Linked DNA regions of Mus musculus: region 1 is linked to region 2. Evidence: chromatin contacts called from public HiCAR-type data. All regions are on one chromosome and are shown on one strand. Each heading gives the region's core, a stretch centred on a gene start, on an enhancer-like site or on the middle of the called end of the contact. The rest is flanking DNA. Distances are from core to core; before and after follow the strand shown. Region 1 holds the start of Svbp (small vasohibin binding protein). Region 2 holds the start of Ipo13 (importin 13).

The links. HiCAR-type assays count read pairs that join an accessible place to other places.
Region 1: a HiCAR-type map of astrocytes shows a contact between it and region 2, with 4 times the contacts expected there. The contact joins the promoter of Svbp here to the promoter of Ipo13 in region 2. A contact is called at or near these places in 2 of 39 promoter capture datasets (hippocampal neurons and pre-B cells) and 2 of 115 datasets of contacts at active chromatin or transcription factors (astrocytes and embryonic stem cells).

The regions. Positions count from the first base shown.
Region 1 is chr4:119,193,825-119,196,633 of GRCm38.p6, reverse strand. It overlaps Svbp (small vasohibin binding protein), which reads right to left and starts at 1,324. Exons shown (of 3, transcript NM_024462.2): 1 at 1,148-1,324; 2 at 613-762. The coding sequence starts at 726.
Region 2 is chr4:117,913,213-117,916,438 of GRCm38.p6, reverse strand. It overlaps Ipo13 (importin 13), which reads left to right and starts at 1,440. Exons shown (of 20, transcript NM_146152.3): 1 at 1,440-2,151. The coding sequence starts at 2,068.

The DNA of each region.
Region 1 (2,809 bases), core at 75-2,574, 1.3 Mb before region 2:
CATGAGCAGACACTTAAATCTGCTGTTGCTGTAGCTGTGGTGGTGGTGGTGGTGGTGGTGGTGGTGTGTGTGTGTGTGTGCCACAGCAAGTGTGGAGGTCAGTTTTATGTAGACCTTCTCTTCTTCCGCATATGTATGGATTCTCAGGTTGTCAGGCTTCTCCAGTGAGGGCTTTTTCCATCCCGCTCACCAACTAGATACTCTCTGCACCAAATGCCCATGTGTACCGGGTCACGGGTCACACTGGCACTTCAAGCATTCTCCTTCATTCATTTGTTCATTTTCTCCTCCCACCCTGATCCCTCTCCCACCCATAGCTACCCTCTTCTCTTTTCATGCATTCCTCAGATCACTAACACAAAAGCTTTGCGCCAGGAGGCAACTGGAGACCCGGTCCAGCTTGGGATTCTGACACTAACTTGGTATGTGACTCTGGGCTTCCGCTTCACCGTTTGGGACCTGGCTGGACTCTCTCCCTCTGGGGGGACCAATGCCTGGGACAAGCAGGGACCCCTAGTAAAGTTTCCTCTGCTGGTTTTTTTTTTTTTTTTTTTTTCTTCCAGCACCCTCTCCAGCTCGCTCAGGCATACAGAGCTCCCTCCTTCATCTCACCTCTGCTCTCTGTCTTTGCTTCAGCTCCTGCTGGGCAGATTTCTGCTTAGCCTTCTCCACTCTGAAGGCTGGTTCTTTAACTTTGGATTTTTCTTTCCGGGCAGGTGGATCCATGGTTTGGCTTCTGAATGCTTCTTGGTTAGCTCTGACCTGATGGTACAAAAAGAGAACCGCTTGCTAGTCCTTTCTCCCAACTCCCTAGCTTGGCAGGTGAGGCAGGGTGCCCTGGAGTCCCACTGCCAGCACCTTGCTGTGCGTTCCTAGTCGAGTCTCCTCACTTCTGAGTCTCAGTTTCCTGCACAATGGGACAGTAGTCATTTCCTGGCCATTTCCCTACCAACCCCGGGTGAGCAGCAGATGAGAAGGCCCGAGAAAGCAGCTCCAACCCGGGGGCGTACGGTAGGGCCGGGTCTCAGAGGCCGAGGGGCGAGCCACTCGGTCCGCGGCAGCCCCCTCTGCCAGCCCCGCCCGCCCGCTCGCCCGCCCGGCCCCTCCGTAGCAAGATGGCGGCTCGGGGGTCCGTGCGCTTCCTTACCCGGCCTCGGGCTCACGGCCTCCGCCACGTCGTAGACAAGCCCCCACGCGGGGTTCACCCTAGCTCCCCCCTTCCGCGGGACCGCAGCGCCCAGCCCGCTGCCCTTGGACTGGGCGGGGCGCGCCGGGGAGGGCGGGGCCGCGGCCTGAGGTGCCCCTCCCGCAGGAGCCACTGCGCCCGCGCAGCGAGCACACCTGGGCGTGGCCGGAGCGGGAGGGGCGGGATCGGAGGCGAGTAGGGCGGGGCCTGGGGCTGGAGGGCGGGGCCTGGGGCAGGGACATTCTTACAAGTAACCAAAGCTTTTCCGGGCTTCTAGTTTCTGGGACAACTGCAAGGCTTTGAAAGGCAGAATCTGATTCCTGTGGTTGAAATTGGCTAGCACTGGAATTCTGAGCATCAGGTTCTAAATCAAGAAAGTCAGGACTGCTGATTGCTTCCTTCCTGATTTATAGATCTATAAGGAGGATCAAATGGAATCCTGTTTACCACAATGCTTTGAAAGCTTTGAAAAAAATGATCTGTCTATCTATCTATCTATCTATCTATCTATCTATCTATCTATCTATCTATCTATCTATCTATCTATCTATCAATACAGGGCCCCTAGCCCAGTTTGGTGGTGCACATCTTTAATCCTAGCACTGAGAAGGGGAAGCACAAACATCTCTATGAGTTGGAGGCCAGCCTGGTCTACATAATGAGTTCCAGGCCAGCCAAAGCTACACAGTGAGACTCTGTCTCAACAAAACAAAACAAATTCAGGGCCCAGAGCATGTGCTAGGCAAAGCCTTCTATTACTGAGCTATACCCTCAGCCGGACAGAAATTGTATCAGTTAGGTTTTCCATTGCTGTGAAAAGACACCATGACGAAAGCAACTCTTATAAAGGACAACATTTAATTGGGGCTGGCTTACAGGTCTTGAGGTTCAGTCCATTAGCATCATAGCAGGAAGCATGGCAGTGTGCAGGCAGGCATGGTGCTGGAGGCCAGAAGAGGATATAGAATCCCCTGGAACTGATATTAAAGACAGTTGTGAGCTGCCATTTGTGGCAGTTGTGGGTGCTGGGACCAAAACCAGATCCTCTGCAAGAGCAACAAGTGCTCTTAACCACTGAGCCATTTTTCTACATCTTGTTCTGAAGGCAAATAGGAAAAGACTGTCTCCCACGTGGCTAGGAGAATAGTCTCGAACCCCAACCCCACAGTGACACACTTCCTTCAACAAGGCCACATCTCCTAGTAGTGCCACTCCCTGAGTCAAACATGTTCAAACCACCACAGGAATCAGAAGTATATCAGCCAACACACACACACACACACACACACACACACACAGAGTGTGAGAGGTGGAAGTAGAGGGAGAAGGAGGGAGAGAAACAGCCCCACGGATAATCAAAAGGGTGTAAACTAAAATTTCTAGCTATCATTTTCATTTGTTATGTTAGCAAGAAAGGTGCCAAGGAGGAGAAGAGCCTGAGAAATAACAATAACTGCTTCCCTTGGGGCTTCCTCTGTTCTAGGCAATACTCTGAGGCCATTGCATTATTAAGTCCCCTGTTCCTCATAAAGATATGTGTACCAATATGATTTCTAAACAGGAACAGGCATGGAAAAGTTAAGTCCAAGATTACCCAGCTAGTAAGTGCTAAACAAGCATTTT
Region 2 (3,226 bases), core at 191-2,690:
CTTCTTATTCTTACCCAACTTTGCTACTGCTAGAAGGCTGTGTTGGGAAGAGTTTAGTCAATAAGGAGAGAGAAGCCATATAGTAAGCCCAAATTGAGCTTAATATAATTTATCTAAAAAAAAAAAGTTTTAGGCTGGGCATGGTGGTACATAACTTTAATTCTAGCACTTTGGAAGCAGACACAAGTGGGTTTCGGTGAGCTGGAAGCCAGCCTGGTCTACAGAGTTTCAAGATAGCCAGGGCCTCACAGAGAAACCCTGTCTTGGAAAAAAAGAAAAGAAAAGAAAAAGAAAGATCCTTCTGTTTGAAATCATTTCCTTTCCTGCTGACAGGAGTCAAGGAAAGAAAAAGTTGAGCATGGAGAGGAAGTGCCTGCTGGGAGCAGGGCTTGCCTTCCTCCAACCTCAATTTCCCCATTTTAGCTGAAGACAATGAATAAAAATACCCACTCAAGCCCGGGCTACATAGTGAGATCCCCGCTTGAAAACAAAGAAGGTGGAGGATGTGGTTCAGTTGACAGGGTGCGCGGGAGGCACAGCACTTCAGACACCCATCTTGGTGGCACACTCCTGTAATCCCGGGAGTGCTGGGATTAAAGAGGTACACTCCCCACCCCAAGGCAAGAGACTCCATCTCAAAACAAACCAACCCGCCACAGCAGAATAGAGAGAGAACAAAACCTAAGGTAAAGCCATGAGCTATTCTTACTTGAAACATAATGAAAACCTTAACGATTTCCCTTCTCCTCCTCGTTTCACACACACATACACGCGCGCGCGCAGAATAATATGATTTCCCGGTTGCTCCCGAGCAGATCCACAGTGCTTTTTTTTTTTTTTTTAATTGTGGGGCACCAAGTAACTCCTATCTTTCCTCTTCTTTAGCGGGTGCTGATGGTCACCAACACAACCAGTTCCCTGTGCCTGAGCGCCGACCAAACGTGACCCTCTCCCCTCCATTCTTGGCTTCCAACTCCACCCAAAGGCCCCATGAATCACGTCTTCGCAAGAGTTGCACTCCTAGGCAATGTGACTGAGCAAGATGGTCCTCTGCCCTAAGCCGAGAATAGGATAGGGTTCCATAGGACCCCCAACCCACGTGCTCCAAGCCTCCCTCCTCAGGAGCCACCTTCCGGTCCGACGAAAACTACATTTCCCAGGGTGCATAGAGGCGGGTCCTTGCTTCAGGCAGGGGCCCCTGGCGGTGTGCCGTTCCGTCGCCTGTTCGGGGGCGCGCGAGCTAGCACGAGGACAGGGCCAAAGACCCGGAATGAGTTTCCGCGTAGTTCCGCCGTGCCGTGTCTCGATGTGCTTGGCCGTGCCGGGCCAGGACAAGCGTGGGTGGGGGCCTAAGTTGGTGGTACTGGCGACAGGCGCTCGGGACAGCCCGAGTCTTGCTGAGGTCCCCGCCCCGTCCCGGCCGGGCCGGCCTGTCTGTCAGTCACTGGGGCGGAGGCAGCGACCGTAGCGGGGCCAACGCCGGGAGGCGAACAGATCGCGGGCCAGGCGAACGGAGGGGACCTATCTCAGTCCCCCAACTCTACCGACTCTGCCCCAGACTCACGAAACTGCAATCCCGTGCTTCCTTGGACGTCTCCGTATCTCGCGAAGGGCTCTCTCCCGGGTGATCTCCCAGCCCCCCTGACCTCATAGCATCTAGAAGCTCGTCCAGACTGGGGTGTTATGGGTACAGGCCGTTGATTCTGTGACCCCTCACGGGCCAGGGCCTCTGTTTCCCCTATAGGCCTCCCTCCCCTATGACTTTTGATTCAAGGGACAGAGCTGTGACCTCCCACTAGGACCCTTGTCTGGGAGTACCTCACGGACGCCTCCCTTCTGGGAGCCGCCTTAGCGGGTCCCTTTCCGAAGAGCACATCTTTTGACCTCTGCAACCCACTCCCCCTCCAAACGAGGTGGGCAGGCCTCGGCAGCCATGCCCGCCCTGGGCATCCCCTCATCCCACCACCTCCCGGGTACTCAAGCCGGGGTCTAGCAGGGGGCCGACAGCCAAAGGGCTGGGGCAAGAAAGAGATCAGGGTCCACCTCCCTGCCAGGCAGGGAGCAAAGATGGAGCGGCGGGAGGAGCAGCTGGGGGCTGCAGGGGCTGGAGCAGCACCAGCCTTGGACTTCACTGTGGAGAACGTGGAGAAGGTATGAGGGCCTTGGGGTGGGCACTCCAGTGACAGAGCAGAAGTTCTGGGGACTGACACTAATGCCAAAGCTCAGACGCGGGCTCAGTGCCCGCTGGGATGATGCCCCCAGAGCACCTGGTATTTACCATCTCTCTTGGGCAGCCGGCTTGGACAGCAGTGTTGCAGTGCCTAATGGGCTATTTTGGGCTTTCTGTAGACACAGGTCCCCTTTCGGATAGATACTCTAGGATCTTAGGTTGTTCCCTGTAGGGTGCTGAAGGGTTTAGACTTATAACCAAATCGGCTCCTGCCCAGATCCAGGAGAAAAGCAGGCGGAGTTCTGGAGGGAACCAGAAACTCACAAGACCTGCCACTCAGCCACCCCCACCCCCACGTTAGAAACCACACGGATGCTGAATGATCCTGGACCCGACTCACTTTTTTTCAGTCAAAGGCTCACAAAGATATCTGGAGCTAAACCCGTCTGAGTTATATGTTCATTTATCTTCAGAAAGGGTCTTTTCCTTATTGGATGGAAGTCAAACCGGTCCTGGACAGGCAGGAGTGTGCCTGGCTCTCTTGTTTTGTGCTGGGTCCAAGGGGCTTGGCTCTGCTGGCAACTTTACAGGGCCCTTCCTTCCTTACCTGCCCACATGGCTTTCTGCCATGGCCTCCTTCCAGACTTCTCCATTGCCCAGGCCATCTTTTTCTATTCTATTCTTCTCCCAGCAGCCTGGAATGCAGGAATGCACCCGCCCCACCCCCAATACTCCCAAGGATGATCCGAGAGGTAGGGGTATCCTACTGGATAGCAAGGGGCAGTCATAGAAAAACATTTGTTGTTCTTGAGGCTTGTTTACCTAACAAATGTTGAGAACACATATCTTCTTGTTCGGTCTCTTGTCTCCTTTTGCTTCCTTGAGTGGCTGGCTGTACAAGGGACAGTAGCCATAACTGGCTTTCAGGGGGCGGGAGGGTACAGATTTGGTTAATCCTAGTTGGATGGAGTCCATTTAGGGAACCTGGCTGGCCCTTGGGGCTGGACAGTGTTGGCATGGTGGCACATGGTTGGTTTCATGTGCTGCCAGGGAGAT